Linked DNA regions of Mus musculus: regions 2 and 3 are each linked to region 1. Evidence: chromatin contacts called from public Hi-C and promoter capture Hi-C data. All regions are on one chromosome and are shown on one strand. Each heading gives the region's core, a stretch centred on a gene start, on an enhancer-like site or on the middle of the called end of the contact. The rest is flanking DNA. Distances are from core to core; before and after follow the strand shown.

What was found. Hi-C and Micro-C count contacts between places; a contact is called where the count stands out from the background. Capture Hi-C pulls out chosen DNA fragments and counts their contacts.
Region 2: a promoter capture Hi-C map of liver shows a contact between it and region 1, with 4 times the contacts expected there. The contact joins the promoter of Zfat here to the promoter of Efr3a in region 1. A contact is called at or near these places in 3 of 39 promoter capture datasets (liver and pre-B cells), 1 of 484 Hi-C or Micro-C datasets (CD4 T cells), 1 of 115 datasets of contacts at active chromatin or transcription factors (thymic regulatory T cells) and 2 of 9 other capture datasets (adipose tissue and liver).
Region 3: a contact with region 1 is called in a Hi-C map of muscle stem cells, with 3 times the contacts expected there. The contact joins the enhancer-like site here to the promoter of Efr3a in region 1. A contact is called at or near these places in 1 of 39 promoter capture datasets (pre-B cells), 1 of 484 Hi-C or Micro-C datasets (muscle stem cells) and 2 of 9 other capture datasets (adipose tissue and liver).

What each region holds. Positions count from the first base shown.
Region 1 is chr15:65,785,101-65,788,866 of GRCm38.p6, forward strand. It overlaps Efr3a (EFR3 homolog A), which reads left to right and starts at 1,920. Exons shown (of 23, transcript NM_133766.4): 1 at 1,920-2,146. The coding sequence starts at 2,137. It overlaps Gm41339 (a long non-coding RNA gene), which reads right to left and starts at 1,943. Exons shown (of 3, transcript XR_875389.2): 1 at 1,777-1,943. Gm41338 (a long non-coding RNA gene) reads left to right here and starts at 2,497. Exons shown (of 2, transcript XR_875388.2): 1 at 2,497-3,281.
Region 2 is chr15:68,257,187-68,260,559 of GRCm38.p6, forward strand. Zfat (zinc finger and AT hook domain containing) reads right to left here and starts at 1,670. Exons shown (of 16, transcript NM_001145888.1): 1 at 1,482-1,670. The coding sequence starts at 1,500.
Region 3 is chr15:68,361,207-68,364,878 of GRCm38.p6, forward strand. No RefSeq gene overlaps it. Among named protein-coding and RNA genes, the nearest start is that of Mir30d, 22 kb to the left of the region's middle. Within about 2 kb of position 2,270, at least 408 of the 459 cell types and tissues checked have an H3K27ac peak or open chromatin away from gene starts, as enhancers often do. A contact at or near this core is called in adipose tissue, liver, muscle stem cells and 1 more, where this site is marked.

The sequences.
Region 1 (3,766 bases), core at 670-3,169:
GCTATGTGAACAGTTGTCATATTATATTATTTAGGAAAAATAAGGAATACAACTCTTTGCTCTCATCACAGATAAAAATGGTGGTTTTTCTCTTATACATTTTCAATTTAACCTTGGTTAAGTCTGAGAATATGAAACTAGAAGAGCCAACAGTGTGTAGAATTATTGAATTAATGGGTTCTGGATCACCACTATCTGCCAGGCAAGAATACGGGTGTTACAATGTACATTTGTATTCCTACTTATAAGTATGGACATTTTTCTATTCCTTTAAAACTAGGTATCCCAGTGGCAGAATATCATTGCTTGCAACAGTATCATTAATATTACAAGGGTAAAACCTGACAGTATAGGCATACAAAGGTAGTGAAAGTCTCGGGGAGACAAGTGAGACGAGGAAATAATTTAGAGGTCACACTTCACTGGAGCTTAAGTTATTTTTTCTGTTACTATGATAAATTTTCTGATATAAGCAACTTAAGAGAGAAAGTGTTTATTTTGTTTGGCTGATTTTTAGTACAGGATCTCACTGTGTAGCCCTAGCTGGCCTGAGACTTTATATACAGATCCAACTTGTCCTTAAACTCACAGAGAGCTGCCTGCTCTGGCTGGAACCAAAGGCACACCCCACCATATTGAATCTCATAGAAAGGGCTTCTTCTGGTTCACAGTTCAAGGTTGCAGTCAGTTCTGGTGAAGATGTAGCAGCAGTGGACTGTACTGCTGGGAAGCCGAGTGCTCTGTGTGTTCTGCTGCTGAGCTGTCTCTTGGCACTTATGCTGTCCAGGTCTTCCCACCTCAATTAACCTAATCAAGATAATCCTCACGGGCATGCCCAGAGGCCTGCATCCCCGGTAATTCCAGATTCTGTCAGATTGACGACTCTACGATCACAGAACCTGTTTAAGTATGGGCTTCATCCTTGCTGGTTTGTCCTTCCCTGTCAGCAAGGGACAAGTCTCACATCTCTTACGTGTACTTCCCTTCACTCGTTTCTATGACTCACTCGAGAAATTGCTTCTATTCTCCACACCCCCCCCCCTTCCTCCAAGGCCTTTGCTAATTCAAATTCTGTTTTATTCCAAGTTGACTCAAAGAGTAATTGCCCTCAGGCCTTCCTGGTTACTTCATCTTCTTTATCTCCTCCTCTTCAGACTTCACAATCTTATTTCTTAAGCAGAAAGTTGGCACTACGCTCCAGGGTATAGGTCTGCAAACCAAAGTGTATAGTTACATCATCCCATATGCTATCCAGCAGCATTAGCTCAGGACTTAGTAATATACTCATTACTAATTCTATAGCAGAATTCCATGTCTCTTAAATGAGCCACTTTGGAAACACAGTATTGGACTTCTGGACATTGCTTTTATTTCTCTAAAGGGGCTGTGGCCAGAGTATGGTGTCTGGCCAATGTTATGTGTACTGCCCACATTAGAGATGCCCTGGCTCTAGGGTTGACCCAGATTTGTGATTCCCAATAGACCCATCAAGTAGAATATTAATGATACCCAGAGCTAAGAACAGGGTTAGCCAAGTGTTCAGAACTTGTTCGAAAGAAGAAGACCAAGTCCTGAGGACTGTCTCACTTTGAAAGTTACGGGAAGCCCCAGGAGAAATGACATTTTCTTCTGTCCTCAGAGAAAATGCTCAACTATCACCCCAGATAACCCAAGTGCATTTCAAAAGCATTGGGCTTTCCGACACAAATCTGGCAGTTAAATAGATCCGAACGGGAGCCTGGGGAAAGTCACTACACTCAAGACTATTGGCCTTACCCTCACAGTCCTAAAGTGACCTTGGAGTTAAAACAGCCAGCCTTCCTGCTGCCCACTCTGCAGGTAAGGGCCAAGCCAAGCAGTCACCGCTTGGGGGCCGAGCTTAGCGCTTGGGGGCGGAGCCTCCCAGCGGCAACGCGCTGACGTCACGGGCGTGGGTCGGCCCACCGCGTCGTCGACGGGGCGCGGATCACGGCCGGTGGTCGCTGTACCCGGTCGGCGTCCGCTCTCTCGGCAATTCGTCCTCCGCCCCGACGAGGCGTCCGTGGCCGGGCTTCCGCAGTCATGCTGCGGTCGGCGCGGCTCGCGCTTCCCCTCTGAGTCCCGGGACGGCGGCGAGCGCGGCGAACTCGGGTCGCCATGCCTACCCGTGAGTGTCGGGCCAGGCCGGGCGGGCGGGCAGCGCCTCCAGGAAGCGCCGGTCCGCCCTGAGTTAGTTTCGCTTAGACTTCAGCGTCCCGTGGGCGGGGAGCGCGGGATCTCTGTGCACCCTCGGGGAAACTGAGGCGGGAGCGTTACGGGAACTGACGGCGGCCCGCGGTGACGGCGCGGTAACGGAGACCAGTGCGACCCGGGAAGCCCGGGCTGGTCCACTCGCCGCGCGGGCCCACTCGACTGTGGCCCCAAGGTCGAGGCCTGTGCTGCCTTAGTTTGAGGGACTTAGGTCCGAGGGACAGGCTGCAGCCCTCCCTGCGGCCAGAGGCCGGGCTGCCCCGAAGTGTGTCAGTCTGACTACTTCTTGGCTGACTTGGACGCGGTTTTGGCTTGCCCGCCTGCGGTGGGACCCGGGCTCCACTCATAGCAAGCATCCCGGCTGTCCCAGAGGGACGATAGGTTTCGAGATGACCCCGGTAGTCGAGGCTTTGAGAGAGAGACACTGTACTACAAGGTACTACACAGTTGCTAAGAGTGACCCAGATACTCACGCTGAGGCTTTAAATCATGTGGCTCACATTGATTACGTGCTAACTGGGTGGCTGATGCTGGTTATGGGTTTTTGAGGGTCTTTGCAAGTAGTGCTCTTGTAAGTGTGTCTTGCCATAGAATCTTTAAAGACTTGTGAATGTTTTTCTCGGAATTCCTAACTAGCCCTGCATGGTTTCTGTAGACATAAGTACGGGATTTCTAGGCAGCTTCAAATGCACAATTTCTTCTAGTGTTGGGTAAAGATTTCTTTCTGAATACTAGAATGGTTTGCCTCATAGCTGTGTCAAACCTTTCATCATAATGTAAAGGTCACTTTGACCCCTCAAATACCAAGTGTGTTTTATTTTGTTTGCACGTTATTCTGTGTTTCTTACTTTACATTTCTGCTTGATTCCTCCAGCCTGGAGGTATATTCTCTGCCTATCTTGTTCATGATCATTATTGCCAGTTTTATTATTCCTTACACTCATGTTCTATTATTTGACTATTTGGAATTAGCACCGTGCCAATCTTCTGGGAAACGAAAGGGGAGAAAGATAAAGGACATCAAAAGATGAGACTGCATATGGACTGTCTTGGTAAAATTCCCATTAAAATTCTGCAAAATCATCGAGCTTTTAGTTATGTGCTAGCATTTAGTTTCCTAGAGAGGATGCTGATAGTTACATTTTTAGGATGTTTGATTTATTTACTGTGTCCAGTGAGTTTTGGATGAACTTCGGTGTCAGATTGCTCACCGTGAGTAGGAGGTCAAGAGAAATGATCATGACTTATCTGTCAATTTGTTGCTGTGCATCACCTGGAATCAAAGGGAGATACTGATGTGGACAGAAGTTCAGCTCTGAAATGGTAGCTCTTGCTTTTTTTCTCCTGATGGTCAGAGCCCTCAAGGTGTCCGAGATTCTTCAGTGGGCAGGAGTGCTTCTTAGATGCCCCGTGTCTAAAGTAGACTAAATGTATAAGCAGAGACTGTGACACAGTCAGTCACTGTAGTATGGTATTATGGGTGCTTTTAGGAAAAGAAATTAATTTTTTATAAAAAAATCGTTATTTAGATGCTCAG
Region 2 (3,373 bases), core at 420-2,919, 2.5 Mb after region 1:
GTTGTGTACACTACAAGGTGGGAAAAGAAAGAAGCAGAAACCTTTGCACCCAAAGCAAAAGATACCATGAAAAAGAGACCAACACAGAACAGAGCTGGAACACACACAGAACAGAGCTGGAACTGGGGCAATGACCACCCAGCCTGTTTACCACCCAAAGCCGCCTTTCCAACACCAAAACGGGAAATTTCCCAGAAACGAGCTGACAGAAATACATTTTGTTCAAACTATGAGCCTTCTTCACTTGTCATGGCTGGAAAACAGAAAGATAACCTGTTTGGGGCTTGTTGTGTGTCCCTTTGACCTATAGCCACTCTGTAGCACCAACACTAATTTCACAGATCAAGTGATAGGTTCCAAAGCTAAAGGTGGAGAGTAGTGGAGGTAAGCCCCAGGAACGTGAGTTTTCTGTCCCCTGTATGGATGGACCCAGGCTCCAGCAGGAAACCACAGTGACGTGTACAAATGATCAGCAGCTCCTTCACTCAGTCATTCAATAGAAGGTCACCCCTACTAAGAGCCTGTCTGAATTCCAGGGGACAGTGACAAAGGCCAAGCAAACATATGGTTCACATTGTTTTCCAAGCCAGAAGTCCGATCTCTTTAAAGCTCCACTGTCAGGAATCTGGGCTCTCAACTTTTCTCTTCTTCAGTGAATGACCAACTAAGAACAACCAGGAGACACTGGCAGCGACCCTCGGAAGTCAGGGTCCAAGAGTCTAAATTGGTGTCAATCACAGGCTAGAGGTCACAAGCTTAAGGTTAAGGGGAGTCACCAGGGGTTAAGTGAAAAGTCTACCCTTCCAATGAGACCAGCTAAAGCAGCTTCTGGCTAGACAGTCTGAGGGCTGCCTGGAGGAAGTGGCCTGGAGCCACTTCGTTCAAGCGCACGAGGACAATGCCCTACAGCACTGGGCCAAAGACAGAAGGCAAATGACTACTTGCATGGGACAGGGTCACCCGTGATAAAGCCCATCTCTCTCATTGGCCGCTCCCTCTGAAGGTCACTAGAGAAGGCTGGACTTGAAGCACGTCCTGGCTAAGAACACGGGGTTGATCACTGGGAAGGGGAAGTCATCTACTTTACGAAACTGTTGACTAAGCAAGAAGCCAACTCAAAGCTCACACAAACAGCGGCAGGCAACGGGACTCGAACACCTATGCAGCCAGACGCCCGCGGATGGCCGCTGGCGGGCGCCCTGGCACCGCCCACAGCCCTGGAAACTGCTCCCCAGGCGCGCAGGGCGCTCCCCTCGCTTGCTCTCCACCGCCTCCCTTTTTTTTCTTTCCTGCGGCAGGATCAAGCCAGCTTCCAAACGTGGGCCGCAGAACGCTGCGACGTCGGCGCTCCGCCCGCCCGTGGATCCCTCCGCCGGCCCGAGTCTGCGCGCGGCCTCCCCACTGCACACCACGAGCGGTTTCCCGCGCGGCGCCGCGCCCCACCCCCACCCCGCCGCGCCCCAACCCCCATCCCCGCTCACCTGCCGTCCGCGTCTCCATGGCAACGCCCCCACGGCGGAGGAAAAAAAAAGCCTCGGGCTCTTCCCGGCTCCCTCCCGGGCTGAGCGAGAAAGTCGGACACCCTGAGGAAACTTCGCTCTTTATTTTGATTTTTTTAGGGAAAGAGCCGGAGAGGTTATGGCGAATCTGCGGCATCCAACATGGCGGATGGAGTCTTCGCCCTCCTCTCCCCGGGGATCCGACGCCTACGTAGCGACGTCGGTCGCGGGGAACCGCCCTCGGCACGCAAGGCACAGTGCGCATGCTCGCGGCTACCCTAGGTGCCGGCCTCTCGTCCCGGCGTTCTGCGCGCTGTTTTGGGCCACGCCCGGGGCGGGACGCTGTGATCCTGGGACGTGGGAGTCAGGACCCGGAATGTCCTGAATCCTCTTCCGTGCGGGGACGGCTGCGAGTGGGCAGGCTAGTGCGCCCCTTTGCATACTAGCTTTTCCGGGGCTCAGTTTCCCAAGTTGCCGGTCGGGTTGACTAGGTGTAGTTGGCCCAGGCAGGCTCTCCCAGGGTCCGGGACGAGCCGGGTTGGAAGTGACAGTGCCTCGCACATCTTTTTTTTTTTTTTTTTTTTTTTTTTTTTTGGAAGCTCAGTGACCACCTTTCCGTTTTTTATGTTAGGAGCTTAGAGCCCCCTCCGCACGCTGCAGGAAGCGTCTGTTCCACGTAACTTTGATAGAATATATTTCTACCGACATCGAAGTCCCTTATCCCTACCTATCTTGGTCAGCTTTTTAGCATTCGAAACTGGGAATGAGTTTTAGAGTTGGCCAATTAAGTATATATATAATAATAACAGTCGTACTTGTGCTGGTAAAGCTATCTTTTAGAAAGGTTTTTAAATTAGCCATTGTAAAAAAGTACTCCACACATACAGAAACAAGAGAAAAATGTTAAAAGAAGCAGGACGGAAATGACCGGCGTCTGGGCAGCCCTGGTTTGTTTTTACAGTGCTGGTGAAATGCTGAGTATAGTCCTTCTGTAGTGTTTAGCTTGGAGTGCTCCTCAGACAGCTCTAGGTTCCTCTCTCTTACCCCCACAGGTCGAGGTCATGTGTTTATTACTTCTTCACATTCAGTTGCGCATAACTGTTTGCTACCCCTTTCTGCCATGGACTGAGTTTGCCGAGCGGAGAGAGGGTCCTGTCACAAAGGCCCCTGGGTCTTTTAGTCTTTGCCTACCCATCACAGATTTCATAGTAATGCTACTGAACGACTGAATGAGCTCATTCATTTTGTTCACTTTTTTAAAAACAAAAACCAGAAACGTTGACGTGCCTTTGGGCAGTGAACCTTAAGATGACTGGTCTAATTCTTCATTCTTCTGTTTAGTACATATTTAAAAACATCTTTATTTCAGTGGGCAGGTGAGCAAAGGACAGGTGTTCAGGAAGGTTGTGTAGCTTTTTTGAGATCACATAGACAGTCCATGAAGTGTGTGGCCCCACCTTTCCACAACCCACCAGATGCCGGTAGACACAATGTGAGGAGAATCAGGAAGTTGTTGCTTCACCTCCACTAACTTCTGCCTCAGGGAGGGCTGCGTGGCAGGGGAACAGTAACATCTTTCATTTGAAAATGAACTAACCAGAATGCTGCATTGATGTGATTTCCTTTTTAGAACTCCAAATATTTACACTAATTTTCTGTCAGGACATGTGAGTTGTGCTGGTTGCTGACAATACTGGTTTTGTGCTGGGCTGCCTTTCTTAAAAAGCAGCACTGAAATACTATTGATTGATTAGCAGGTGGGTCGATTGCTCTTGAATGTTGTAGCCAAAATCAGTTTTGGAAATGAAGCTAGTTAACATATATCTCAAAACTCAATGGCTCCCAAACAGTAAAGCCAAATTTTTTTTAAGAAG
Region 3 (3,672 bases), core at 1,020-3,519, 2.6 Mb after region 1:
TGTTGAATAAGGGCCACTGCCTCTATCTTTAGTTCCCTTTATGAAGAGTCAGGAAAACCAAACAAACAAAATTCCTTATATGTTACAGGAACTGTTTGGAGGTTGTGACAACTAATCACCCAACTACAGGATAGTATGCAGATCCTTGTCTGTAAGGGCCAGTGGAAGCAAGATTAGGAGGAGGTACAACACTGACTGCTGAGGAACAAGTAACAAGATGGCCTACTAACCTTCCCTTCCTTCTCCGAGAACCTCCAGGGCTGGGCTTCATGCCACACCACAGGGACTCAATTTCAGAGTGAGGGTTCTCCACTGAGAGAACTTTTTGAAAGTGACAATCATATATTCAGAATTAAAAGGAAAAGCACTCATATATCAGAAATGCTCAGGGTGAGAATCAAAACTTGAATTTACTAAGCCTTCTAACTTACATCAAATTTACAGAAGGGTGTCCTTCTGGCTGTTCCTTCACTATAACCCACTACACCTTTCACAAACCGGGGAGTCTTCTAAAGTTTAATATACACCTGGCACCTGTTTAGACTGGTTTTTACTGGGGGGGGGGGGGTGAGGCATCTCTTATCAATCTGAACACACTACACTGGAAATTTCCAAACTCCCAAATAAAGGCACACCAGGTCCGAGTGCGTGCCTGGTATTCTCAAAGTCATCTCCTGGAGAGCCGTTCATGTAGGAAAATCACTTTAATGTCTGAGAAGGAGGCAGGATCCATGCGCGCATTATGATCCTGCTAAAACTAAAAAGAAAGAAAAAACAAAACAAAACAAAACATGTATCCATGAAGAAAGGAAGGTCCGGATTAGCGACTGACAGTCCGAAAAGACCTGGGTTGGAAGAGTCCCGAGTTCCTCTGAGGGAAGCTGTGCACTGATGGGTGGCACTGGGTCAACGTGATTACTTAACCTTGCCAGCCAAAACTAAACTCTGCTCGGACCAGCCCCAAAGCTGGGGGTGCCGGAGCCTATCAAGTACTCCGGTGTCTTCTCGTTTCTTCCCGTGAAACGTGGAGCCTGACACCTGAAACTTCACCCAGACGCTACCGCATTTCGGAGCGTTTGCATTTATTTTTTAAAGTGCAACCGGCAAGAATCAGTTGTCGGCCGGCGTGCGAGAGGGAGAGATTAACCTATTTCCTGCACACACAGGAAAAGAACTCATGACAATTCAAGCAGTTCCCTCTCTTCCAAGTAACTTTTTGGTAACCATTCGTCCTGAAATAACCACAAGCAACAAACACTGGGCACTGGCATGGCAACGACCAGCGGGCGTGCCAGGTCCCCCAAAGGCGGGGTCCGTGGGTCTGCGACCCGGTCCGGCCCCGAGCTGCGGCCCCTCAGCCCTCAGCCCCCCAGCGCCGGTCCTGGCTCCGCGCGACTTTGGCGGGGAAATGCACTTCGCCGGCCCGGACGGGAGGGCAGCTCGCCGCGGGCCGGAGTTTCCGAAGTGTCCCGAGCCCTTCCCGTGGCCTCGGCGACTCCCGGCTGCGGCCGCCCGGGGGCCCACCTGCCCCAGGGCCGCGGGGCCGAGCCGCTGCCGAGCCCGAGGGGCGGCGCCGCCCCCCGCCGGCCGAGCGCCTGTCAGCCGCGCCTCCCAGGCCGCGCCTCGCCCCGCACCGCACGCGCCCAGCGCCCGTCGCACTCACCTGGCCGCTCTCGCCGACCGACCGCGCGAGGCCGGAGACGCGCGACGAGAGGCCGCCGCCCGTCGCCCGCCCGCCCGCCCGCCCGGCTGAGTCCACCTCCCGCCCGCCCGCCCGCGCGCGCCTCGCGCCCGTCGCGCGCCCGTCGCGGCCGGGGAGGGGGTCGCGAGCACGCGCGGGCGAGGGGCGCGGGCGGCGGCCGCTGGGAAGCCGGCCCGGCCGCGTCCGTCATGGCGCACGGCGCGGCGGCCGCTCGCTGCGTTCTCTCCGTTCGTTCGCCTTTAGTTTGACCTTTCCCTCCAGTGTGTCTGAGGAGAGCGGCCGTGCGCGCGCGCGTGTGCATGGCTCTGGGTGTGCGCGCGCGCGCGCGTGTGTGTGAGTGGGAAGGGGCCGGGTTCGTTCCCCGACGCCTGACGTCACTGCCATGGCAACGGCAGCCTCCACCCCTCTCTTCCCGCTTCCTGTACCCGCCCCCCTCGGCACGTTAAGAGGCGGGGCTCACGTGCTCACTGAGCGCGCGTGCGCACGCACCCGCAGCGCGGGGGGCGCTGGGCGGTAACGAGGCGTCCAGGAAACTCCTCCTTCTCCTTGCGGTCCCCCGGAATTGGGCCAATATGGAGAGGAGGTGCTAGGGGCGGGCGCCCTTGGTTGCTAGGTTGCGTGAAAAATATCCTGAGGTAGTGCGAAAACTCTCCCTCCATCACTGAGCATGTCTGGGGAAAGGGGGCGTGTGAGCCCGAGTTGGGCGAGGTGAAGGAGGACGTTCAGAGAGTAGCAGAAAGAGGCTGGACATTGGGGACAGGTCAGAGCGTGTCGAACTGGGACCGCGTGGCTGCTTAGAACGGTTTACTTCTTCCCACCTCCTTGTGTGATCATGGGCATGCACGTTAAACACTCTGAACTGAATGTCCCAGCCAAAAAAAAAGAAAAAAGGGGTGGGGGGGATACTAAGAAAATCTGTCACAAGATGATCGTTAGTACTAAAAGAGAGAACTTGCGTAATGACTTCCCTGGTGCGTGGTAAACACTAAACATCTAGCTGCTATTGTGGAGTACATGGCCTAAGAATTTTGCAAGTGGGTACAAGGGACTCGTGGTTTTCTGAGACAGAGTCTCACTATGGAGCCCTCTTTGTCCTGGAACTCAATAATGTAGACCACCAGGCTAGCCTAGAACTCAAGAGCAGTGTGTGTTAGGATAAAAAAGCATCGGCCACCTTCCCTGGAGTGACATTAAATGATCACAGTGGATTACTGTCATAGCCTTTAAAGTTCAAGGGTCCTGTGGCTTATGAAGCCACCTTTTAGGAAGAGGAGAATAAAAATTTGCAGGGAACACTCTTTCCCGTTAAAGATCTTCCCCTGTGACTATGGAATCACTTCTCAATCTCATGCTGTCTCGTTCCCGCAGAGGTTTAGAATGCTCAACTTAAAGGGCTGGACCCTTAAGTTATTTGAGGAGAACGGTTCTGTACCACCCACAAAAAAATCAACAAAATTGCCCTTTCCTCTGATTCCTCAACCGGTGTTAATTTACTGCACGTTTTCTTTAAAGGTGCTCTTCAAATGTGTAGGTATATGAAGAAAAGGTAATTTAGCTAACCGGCATTTTCCAGTGGTCAAGTGGGAAAGAAGTTTGTTGTCCAACCTGCAGGCATGCAATGACCAGATCTGGGGAAGGCAGGCTCCTTAGATTTCAGACTAGCTGGTTACCTCCTCAGTCCTCAAACCTCTGATTGAAACTCTTTTTAAGTTACCCCTTAATTACAGTCTGCCTCCCAGAGTCTCTTGGCTATTGCAGGACTATTTCTACTGTTGCTGTTTCTGCTTTTGAACCTCAAATCTAAGCCTGGCCTTGATAGAGAATGTGACCCAAGCTCCGCAGATACACTCTTGAGTTCTCTACTTTCTTCCAAAACTAGTAGTATTTATGTGGCCCTTCTAAATTCCCAAAAGGTTGCTGGAATTACTCAGTTGGAATGTATCAGTCTCTTTTCCAGAGCTGCTGGCATA